2 separate regions of the Mus musculus genome follow, and region 1 is linked to region 2. A link is a contact called in public Hi-C data. All regions are on one chromosome and are shown on one strand. The core of a region is the stretch at or near the end of the contact, and the rest is flanking DNA. Distances in the headings are between cores, read along the strand shown. Region 1 overlaps Gm33085 (a long non-coding RNA gene). Region 2 has its middle 150 kb from the start of H2al2a.

The links. Hi-C and Micro-C count contacts between places; a contact is called where the count stands out from the background.
Region 1: a Hi-C map of trophoblast stem cells shows a contact between it and region 2, with 1.6 times the contacts expected there. The contact joins two enhancer-like sites. A contact is called at or near these places in 2 of 39 promoter capture datasets (both in embryonic stem cells), 2 of 15 datasets of contacts at CTCF or cohesin (CD8 T cells and embryonic stem cells), 65 of 484 Hi-C or Micro-C datasets (B cells, the C2C12 cell line, the G1E-ER4 cell line and 27 more), 25 of 115 datasets of contacts at active chromatin or transcription factors (astrocytes, bone marrow-derived dendritic cells, cardiomyocytes and 15 more) and 2 of 9 other capture datasets (adipose tissue and embryonic stem cells).

Annotation. Positions count from the first base shown.
Region 1 is chr2:18,015,465-18,020,704 of GRCm38.p6, reverse strand. It overlaps Gm33085 (a long non-coding RNA gene), which reads left to right. Exons shown (of 3, transcript XR_001783238.2): 3 at 900-1,111. Among named protein-coding and RNA genes, the nearest start is that of Gm17762, 9.2 kb to the left of the region's middle. Within about 2 kb of position 3,339, at least 5 of the 459 cell types and tissues checked have an H3K27ac peak or open chromatin away from gene starts, as enhancers often do. A contact at or near this core is called in trophoblast stem cells, where this site is marked.
Region 2 is chr2:17,843,288-17,848,244 of GRCm38.p6, reverse strand. No RefSeq gene overlaps it. Among named protein-coding and RNA genes, the nearest start is that of H2al2a, 150 kb to the left of the region's middle. Within about 2 kb of position 2,929, at least 35 of the 459 cell types and tissues checked have an H3K27ac peak or open chromatin away from gene starts, as enhancers often do. A contact at or near this core is called in trophoblast stem cells, where this site is marked.

The DNA.
Region 1 (5,240 bases), core at 2,090-4,589, 170 kb before region 2:
CCCACCCTGTCTCTTGAGGCTTTAGGATTTATATATCCTCTGAAAAGTTCCCAGAAGTCATGCAATCACAAAAACTATCTGCAGCTGGCAAAACCATGCCTCTGCTAGAGCAGTAGTCAGCTACTGTGGACAATCTGAAGCAGCCCCTTCTCCCACACCTGGCATTAAAACAGAAACACTTTCTTACAATATTTCTGTGTTTTTAAAAGAAATCAACATTCCAATATTTTCATTACAGTTAAGGCTTACCTGACTTCTTAAAAGTAGCTGTATAGATTGTATCAGAAGTTGATCATCATAGTCCACCTCTTCCCATGTTTCCCCTACATCTATTGAAAGTGCTTTGTTCTTTCCAAGAAGGGGTGGTGGTGGTGGTGCCATGGGCAACTGCAGGAACACTGTCTTTGACACCATGTCTCAGGGGTCTTAGCTGGCAAGTGGCCAGTGTAAGTAGGAAACTCAGTTAACTGCTGGCCTGCAAAACTGAACAGGCATTGCCATGGCCAGCTAAAGAAGGGAAAGGGAGCAACTCATTAAAAAGAATTAGAAAGCAAAAAATCAGGTGTGTGTGTGTGTGTGTGTGTGTGTGTGTGTGGTGTGTGAGTGTGTGTATAACCACTTGCATGTAGATTTTTCTAAAGCCTTTGTACTAGAGGTTGCACCTAGGTTCTTATGCATGCTAGGCAACTGGCTTGTCACTGAGCTGTAGTGTTTACTTTGGTGACAGTCTCAGTTAATTGCCTAGGCTGACCTTGAACTCAGTGTGTATGTAAGCCAGGCTGCCTTTAAGCTTATACTATCCTGATTATAATCACAAAACATCAGGTTCATATTTTTTGATAATAATCTTATAATTTTCAAATAGCTTTATTTGTGTATTGTTTTTCTTCATGTCTTAGAAATCAGAACTACGGGGGCTGGTGAGATGGCTCAGTGGGTAAGAGCACCCGACTGCTCTTCCGAAGGTCCGGAGTTCAAATCCCAGCAACCACATGGTGGCTCACAACCATCTGTAACAAGATCTGACACTCCCTCTTCTGGAGTGTCTGAAGACAGCTACAGTGTACTTACATATAATAAATAAATAAATCTTTAAAAAAAAAAAAAGAAATCAGAACTACAACTATCCTATTACTCCTACTATTATTGTTTGCTTGAGACTTCTACCAGGGCATGCCAGGTAAGTACTCTAGTACTGAGCCACATTCTCACAGTTCTTGTGAGTGCCTTTCTTTTAAGATTTATTCATTTTAGATATAGGAGTGTTTTGCCTGCAAGTATGTGTGTGCACTACACGTGTGCCTGTCACCCAGAGTTAGTGTGGGAGCTCATTGAGGAGAGTTGTGGGACATCATGTAGTCCTGGGAACCAAACCTGGGTCCTTTTCAAAACTGCTGAGTCATCTCTCTTGTCCTTTTGTTTTGAGTCAGAGTCTGGCTATGTTGCCTAACTTGACATTTGAATTCCTGGGCTCAAACTTCTGGTTCTAAACCATATTACTGCCTTGGGCTTCCCAACTGATGGTTTCTGGTTTTAAAATTGGAATTACAGAGTTGCCTATTATGCCAGCATTCTGAAAGATGGAGAAGATCAGAAGGTCAAGCTCATTTCCTCTATATAGTGTAGTCATCGTGTATTTTTAGAGATCCCCTCAAAACAAAACAAAAAAGCAAAAAGGAATATGTGGGAAAATAATTATATCATTAACCTCACATTAGTCCAGTTTGGTCTTTCTATAATAGAAAAAATGTATATTATATGAAATTATCATTTTCAGGAATTATTATTACTATTACTATTATAATTATTTTGTATGTGTGTGTGTGTGTGTACCCACATGTGCATCATGGCTTGCATATGAAAGTAAGAGGAGTAATTTCTGGAGTTGAAAGACCCACAATGTGAGGACTCCCCCACGTTCTGACTCAGGAGAGGCGACACCCCAAAATCACCCACAAGAAACGGTCTTGCTGCAAACTGCAAGAGGATTTTTATTCAAGAGCGCTCTAGGGCCCACGGTCATACACCACGCAGGGGTAGAGGACCGTGGCGCCCCGAGTAGCTGGATAAGGGGGTATTTAAAGGAAGAAACCACAACTCAAGGAAGTGGGGAGGGCGTTGTTGGAAAATACTAAAAATACCAGTTAAGAGTCACAAGGAAGTACAAAGTGACAGGTGTCACAAGGAATACCTGGTAATTGTGAGGGTTATTTCTCAAGACAGTTTCTATGAGCCCCTAACAATAGCACCTTTGCATAGCTGGTTCCAGCAATGGTCAGGGTGGGTCAGGGTGACTTTCTTTGAATGAACACTCCTTGAACCCAGGAAGCGGGTGGGTGGAGGAATGTCGCTATCTGTTTTATGATTAGCATACCTTGGAGCACTGAGTTTACTCTTTCAGAGTCATTTCTGTCCTTTCACCATGTGGGCTGGGGAATTAAACTCAGGTGGCCAAACTTGGCAGTAATGCTTTTTACTAACTGAACCATCTTGCAGACCCAGTTTGGTTCCTATTCATTAAAAAAAAAATGTATATATTTACTGGGTATGCATTCACCAGGGTACAAGCATGAGGGTTAGAGGCCAACTTTTCATGTCTATTCTGTCCTTCCAACTTACTGTGAAGTCCAGGGATTGAACTCTGGTCACAAGGCTTTCACGGAGCCTTTACCAGGGGTGCCATCTTACCGACCCTGGGGCTGGGCCTTCTATCTCTTCTTTAATATTTAATATGTGCATTGCATGTCGTACTAGGACATCAGATGAAGGTGTCAGATTCCCTGGAATTGGAGTGACAGCTGCCATGTTGGTGCTGGAAACCAACCTCAGATTCTTCTGCAAGAGCAGCAAGCTGGGCCATCTCTCCAGTCCCCAGCTCCTTTTTACCTTTTATTCTTTTTTGTTTTTTTTTTTTTGTTTTTTTTTTGTTTTTTTTTTGTTTTTTCAAGACAGGGTTTCTCTGTATAGCCCTGGCTGTCCTGAAACACACTTTGTAGACCAGGCTGGCCTCGAACTCAGAAATCTGCCTGCCTCTGCCTCCCGAGTGCTGGGAGTAAAGCCATGCGCCACCACGCCCCGCTCCTTTTAAGCTTGAGGACAATTTTATTAGGATTGGAGAGAAAAACCAGCAGTACAGGTAGGCTGAAAATCCTGGCAGCTGTAAGGAGGGGAGATGGAGAAAGAGTGATTCCTACTAAGTTAGTCATAGAGGTCAGAGGAAGTGAGAAAGCCAGAGTGCTAGGGAAATTGTGCTTAAGAGTGCTAAGCCTCGGATCTGAGTTAAGGCTGTAGATCCCTGCCTTTGTGTCCTGGAGCAAGAGTCTGCATCAGGGTCACTGAAATAGTTTATTGCTGGGTAGTGGTGGCTCATACCTTTAATCCTAGCACTCAAGAGGCAGAGGCAGGCTGACCTCTGAGTTCAAGGACAACCTGGTCTACACAGAGAGACCCTGTCTTGAAAAATAACAACAAACAAAAAGAAAGTAGCAAGATATAGTGACATGTGTCTTTAACAGCAGCATCCAGGAGGCAGAGGCAGGCAGATCTCTGTGGGTTCAAGGCTAGCCTGGTCTACAGAGAGAGTTTCAGGATGGCCATGGCTACATAGAGAGGATACCCTGTCTCAAAACAAACAAACAAACAAACAGGAAAGTATTATCAAAAAGGGAAGTAGGCTGGAGGTCTCAGAAAAAATCCCCCCTCAAAGTCAGTTTATTTGCTCTAAATTAAAAAAATAAAACAATAAAAAACTGCATTGGAAATGCATGTAGTCTGCTGTTACCCACCCAACATACAGTGAACGCTGCCACCCAATTAAAGAAAGAGATGAAAAGGTGGGAGGGGGCATAAAAGGAAAAAAAAAAAAGAGGAAGAAGCTGGGTGTGGTGACTCAAAACCATCATCTCAACATGCCTGAGGCCACCAAGGAGGATGGCTTTGAGGCCCACCTGCACTACATAGTGAGTTCATGCCCAATCTAGACTAAATAGTAACCCCCCATCTCCTTTCCTTCTCTGTCTCACCACCCATCACCCCAACAAACAAACAAACAAACAAACAAACAAACAAACTGAAACCAAACAAAAATTCAACCATGGAAGAAAAGAAGCCAGGTTCATGCTGGCTCTATGCAATCCTGGAATCCGACTTGGCTGACATGTGTCTCAGTAGCCTGGACCTTGCTGAGATTTTATTTCTCCATGATAGTCAGTCAGAGCCTGATGTGATGCCTACCGGAAGTGCCTTCTTATTTCATTACTCTTTGGGCTCTTGCCCTCTTCATTAAAAAGAGCTGTGGCTGTGGCTGAGCATATTCTTCAGCTTGCCTTCAATAAGAGATCCAGAGCGGGCCTAGAGAGCTATGTGGACAGTCTCAGTAATTTTTATCCTCGGCAGCTACAAAATGGGGAATAGTTCCTATGTCTGAGAGTTAGGATCTACTTAACTAGACAGACAACTTTTCTTTTCTTCTCTTTTCTTCTCTTTTCTTTTCTTTTCTTTTCTTTTCCTTTCTTTTCCTTTCTTTTCCTTTCCTTTCCTTTCCTTTCCTTTCCTTTCCTTTCCTTCCCTTCCCTTCCCTTCCCTTCCCTTCCCTTCCCTTCCCTTCCCTTCCCTTCCCTTCCCTTCTCTTCTCTTCTCTTCTTTTCTTTCTTTTTTTAAAGATGAAAACAAAGGTTATTTTCATGTCTATTTGCATGTGGGGATGTATGGCACAAGTGTGGGTTCCTGTGGAAACCAGCAGTGGTGTCAGATCCCCTGCAGCTGGATTTACAAGGGATTATGACCTGACATGGGTGCTGGAAATTAAACTCAGGTCCTTTGGAAGGACAGCAAATGTTCTTAACTGCTAAGCCAGCTCTCCAGCCACACACCCACGATTGTTTTTGAGCTAGACCCATTCCTTAGATGTATTCACAGTTATGTGGAAGTCAGTTCTCTTTGGGACCAAGTCCTTTGTTTCCTAGAAGTCCTTTTGTTTAACTGAGAAATTTCTAGGCTCTGGGTTTAAAGGTTTCCAGAGTCTCATCTGCAGGACATTCGAGCCTAACTCTGGACTCTCCCCACCCCCAGGCCACTGTTTCTGAGAAAATTCTGCTGGCTGCATCTGCAGGTGCGTGTGTCAGAGGTTTGTGTCTATCATAAGCAAATCCTGAATTTTGTTTCATATATTCTTTTTATAATTTGACAAGTAAAAATTATATGCAGTTGCCACTTGATGTTCATTATGTTGGTTCCAGGAT
Region 2 (4,957 bases), core at 1,680-4,179:
GGATTAAAGGCACGTGTCACCACTGACTGGTTTGTCGGGCATTTTCTTAATTAGCGATTGATGGGGGATGGCCTAGCACATTGTGGGTGGTGCTACACTTGGGTTGATGGTCCTGGGTTCGATAAGAAAGCAGGCTAATGGCAAATACAGAAGTGGATGCTCACAGTCATCTATAGGATGGAACACAGGGTCCCCAATGGAGGAGCTAGAGAAAGTACCCAAGGAGCTGAAGGGGTCTGCAACCCTATAGGTGGAACAACAATATGAACTAACCAGTACCCCGGAGCTCTTGTCTCTAGCTGCATATGTAGCAGAAGATGGCCTAGTTGGCCATCAGTGGAAAGAGAGGCCCATTGGTCTTGCAAACTTTATATGCCTCAGTACAGGGGAACGCCAGGGCCAAGAAGTGGGAGTGGGTGTGTAGGGGAGTGGGTGGGTAGGGTTTGGGGGACTTTTGGGATAGCATTTGAAATGTAAATGAAGACAATATCTAATAAAAAAAAAAAAAAAAGAAAGCAGGCTAAGCCAGCCATGGAGAATGAATCAATAAACAGCCACCCTTCTGTGGCCTCTGGAGCAGCTCCTGCCTCCAGGTTCTATCCCTGTCTTGGCTTTCTTCAAAGGTGGACTGTGATGTGGAAGGGAAAGCCAAATAATAAACACTTTTCTCCCCAACTTGCTCCTGTCATGGTGTTTCATCACAGCAGTAGTAACGCTACCTAGGACAGAGACTAACCTTTACTCAGATAGATGCTCTTAATACTAGGATTGCTTGAACTTACCGAGCACTTCCTGCTTGTCAGAGACTAGGGTAAGTCCTTGAAGTAGCTTTTGTCATTTAGTATAGACAATAGTTCAGCGAGAGGCACCACAGTCAACCTAGTTTATAAAGGTGACAGTTCTGCAGCCTTGTGCAGGATATATTACTATTAGTGTAACGGTTGGTGACACACACAGTGTAATGGTTGGTGACACACTCAGTGTAATGGTTGGTGACACACACAGTATAATGGTTGGTGACACACACAGTATAATGGTTGGTGACACACTCAGCGTAACGTTTGGTGACACACTCAGGTTTTGCTGGGTGGCCATTTTTAAGGAGGCATTGTGATTACTCAATCTTTCTCAGATAGCTTTTTGAATTAAAAAGCATGATCTGGCCGGGTGTGGTGGCGCACACCTTTAATCCCAGCGCTCGGGAGGCAGAGGCAGGCGGATTTCTGAGTTTGAGGCCAGCCTGGTCTACAGAGTGAGTTTCAGGACAGCCAGGGTTACATAGAGAAACCCTGTTGCGAAAAAACAAAAACAAAAACACAACAAAAAAAAGCATGATATGGTGGTTTGCGTGAGAAATGTCCCCACAGGCTCACATGGTGATCTCTCAGTCCTAGGTTGGTGTTGCTGTTTGAGGAGGTGGAGCCTTGCCGGAGGAAGTGGGCCACTTCATCGCCTTCCTGCACTTCCTGCCCCCTTCCTGCTTTCCACATGTTGTTGAGGAAGTCATCTCTTAGCTTCCTGCTCTGGCCATCTGCTGCCAGGCCTCCCCTGCCGTTATGGAATCTCCTTCTGAAACTGGAACTCCAAAGAAACTCTTCATTCCATAAGTTGCCTTGGTCATATCACTTCATTATTGCGACCATTGATAGCCACCTCATTGGCTAAGTGATTTGGGGCAGGCTTAGCCTAAGTCTCTGTTTCCTCCTAGGTGGTGTGTGTGTGTGTGTGTGTGTGTGTGTGTGTGTGTGTGTGTGTGTGTGCTGGGGCGGGGGTTGGGAGGAAGAGGATCATGACCAGATCATGCAGATTAATTAGCTGGGTCACGTGGTCAGTTCCTGGAACAACTCCATGTTCAGCAGTTTGCTCTCACTAATAAGTACATATTGTCTCCTTCTTGGTGAGCAGTTCTTCACACATAATGCCGTGAGCCTCTCCATGTTAAATGGACTGCGTAGATTTCCTTTAGTCGTAGTCTCTGGTTTTATAAAAGCTATTATTTTAAACTCAGTTCAAGGCTGATCTCTTTCATTTGCCCTAATGGACCAGGTAGTATCTTATTTAATGGTTTATCAACACTTGCACTCTGCTTTGGATAAATGTTCCCAAAGGCTCATTCCCTAAACATTAGATCAATAGTCTGGGAGATGAAGAACCTCCAAGAGGGGAGCCAGGTGCAGTGTACATGACTTTAATCCCAGCACTCAGGAGGCAGAAGCAGGCGGATATCTGTGGGTTCAAGGCCAGCTTGATCTACATAATGGTTTCCAGGGCAGCCCACAGGGGGAAAAGGACTGAGTGGGGGCCTTCCAGTGACTTAGGTCATACCCTTGAGGAGCTTTTGGTAATTCAGTTTCTTTTTTTTTTTTTTTTTTTTTTTTTAACTTTTTTTTTTTTAAAGATTTATTTATTATATGTAAGTACACTGTAGCTGTCTTCAGACACCCCAGAAGAGGGAGTCAGATCTCGTTACGGATGGTTGTGAGCCACCATGCGGTTGCTGGGATTTGAACTCTGGACCTTCAGAAGAGCAGTCGGGTGCTCTTACCCACTGAGCCATCTCACCAGCCCGGTAATTCAGTTTCTTGACTCCCTCTCTTTCCCTTCCCTTCTCAGCTGCCAAGAGACCAGCAGTATTGTCCCCACCCCCACAGGCTCCTCTTCATGACAGTTGCTTTCCTATAGGTGTAAAAGCAACCAGGCCAGTAAAAACCACAGAAAACCTGAAAGACTGTGAATCCAAACACTGTTTCTTCTTTTTAAGTTGTTCCGCTGGGGTAACTTGTTACAACAATGTATTGCTGACCTACACAGATACTCTCTCCTTCATCAAATGTGGGGTTTTCACTTTTTTATGCACGCTGTCAGTCACACAGTGCTGGGAGAGACATTGGCTACACAGGGTGAAAGAAAGGCACCTGGTTCTTATTCTAAAAGGGAGAATCTACCTCAGCTCACTGGGTTCTTGGCTGTGAGTCACCAAGCCTCAATGATGTCACCGACAAGCCAGGAATGAGTAATTCTTCGTGGAGAATGCATGAAAAGACACTGTGAAAACTTACTAGGTGTTGAACTTCTAATTGCTTCCCACTTCCTTTGCACCAGACATAGAATTCTGCATTCAGTTGCTTTCTGCTAGCTGAAGTTTGACGCGCTTACCCGTCTACCCCAGGCTTAAGGAACTATATATTTATGTTCACTTCATTGAGGACATTTTAGTTGTAAGGTCTCCGCAGACAGAGGCAGGCCCTGCTCTCCCGTGGCTGGACAGCTAATGGAGATACCAGGAACTGTATTGCTCCAGGACCTCAGCTTAGCCCTCTGTTGGCTTGGCTAGGTTTTTGCCTGAGGTTGCTTACAATCTACTAAGGCTGTGAGAAAACTCAGTCAGAGTAAGCAAGCATTGAGGAGTAGTTAAGGTTTGGTGTCAAATGACTGCTAATGGCAACAAATACTTTGGCTGTGGGTGGGGGAGTGGTAGCTCTCTCTGATGCATTCCCAGCCAGGGGTCAAAGGTCAGCATGTGTTGGTGGAATCTTCAGGAACAGAACATTATTGATGAGAGTGTGTCTAGGGCAGTGGTTATCAACCCCAGCTGACACTGGCCACCACTGGGGAACTCAAAACCCAAATTTAAAACAAACAGATGAAAACTAACAAACAAAATAAGGGCTGGGAGATGGCTTAGCAGTGTAGAGTATACACTGTTGTTGCAGGGGACCTAAGTTTGGTTCCCTGCATCCTCATCGGGTCGCTTACAATGCCCTATAACTCCAGTTCCAGGAGATCCAGTGACCTCTTCTGGCCTCTGTGGGCACTGGCACCTCCATGCCAATGTTCCCAAATTAAAAAACAAAACAAAACAAAATCCTTAAAAACACACAAAACAAAACAAAACAAAACAAAACAAAACAAAACCCTCTTAGTGGTAGATTTCCACCGAGCAGTTCCCATTAAACTGCTCTGGGATGAAGTCTGGCATTGAGATCTTAAAAAATTCTCTGGCAGAGTTTTCTGCAGTGAAGGAAATATCTAGCATGATAGCCATCGGTCCCATGTGGCTAGTGACTCTTCAAAATATGGCTAGTGAGACTGAAGACCTGGATTTTCCTTTTAATCCATTTAAATTTAAATGTAAAATAGTCACATAGAGCTTGTGGCTTCAGTTGTGGGCAGCACAGGTCTATAGTGATTAATGGAAGACTGCTGTTGGAGAAAGGTGTCTAGCTGACACTAATTTCATTTACCAGCCTTACTAAGCGTTGATAATGTCTGATCAACACCTGATGAACAAGGCAGAACTCAGGGAACTCATATAATGTACCCAGGGTTGCACCAACAAAAAGAGGCTGAGCATCCACCAGGCACGACTGTGTGACTGTCATGAGAGGAACTTGAAGTACAGCCAGTCCAGAGTAAGACCTTTGGGCATCCTTAGACATCCCTTCCAAGGAAACTCAAATGTTGGGCACACTGGCCTGGTGCTGCCAGGAGCAGGTAGGACCTGCACCCTGACTCTAATGACATAGCATCAATTGGGCTAAACACAGCACATAAGAATCTTGGTCCGCCTAATAACAAAGATAGAGTTTGGATTTTGCAGAAGGCTCTAGAACCTTCCAAACACATCATGTTTTGGAAGGTTTGGTGGTGGAGGACCAGTGAGGCTTAATGAAAGAGCGTTGGGGACCTGAAGACAGGACAGCTAGTCAAGCATGAGGTGTCAGGTCCATCAAACCTCACTGGTTACCCAGAATGCAACAGGGCTCTGTCTTTTGGGGTTTCAAATACCTACCTGCAAATTTTGAGGACACAAATTCATCTTGTTTGTGTTTGGGACATGTTCTAGAGAAACTAATGAGCAGGTTCCACAGCATCTGTGAAGATGTGGAAGAGGATGTCCCTTAGAACTGATCCTTGACTGGAGAAGGTGGGTGTCACTCACGCACTGAGCTCCTCA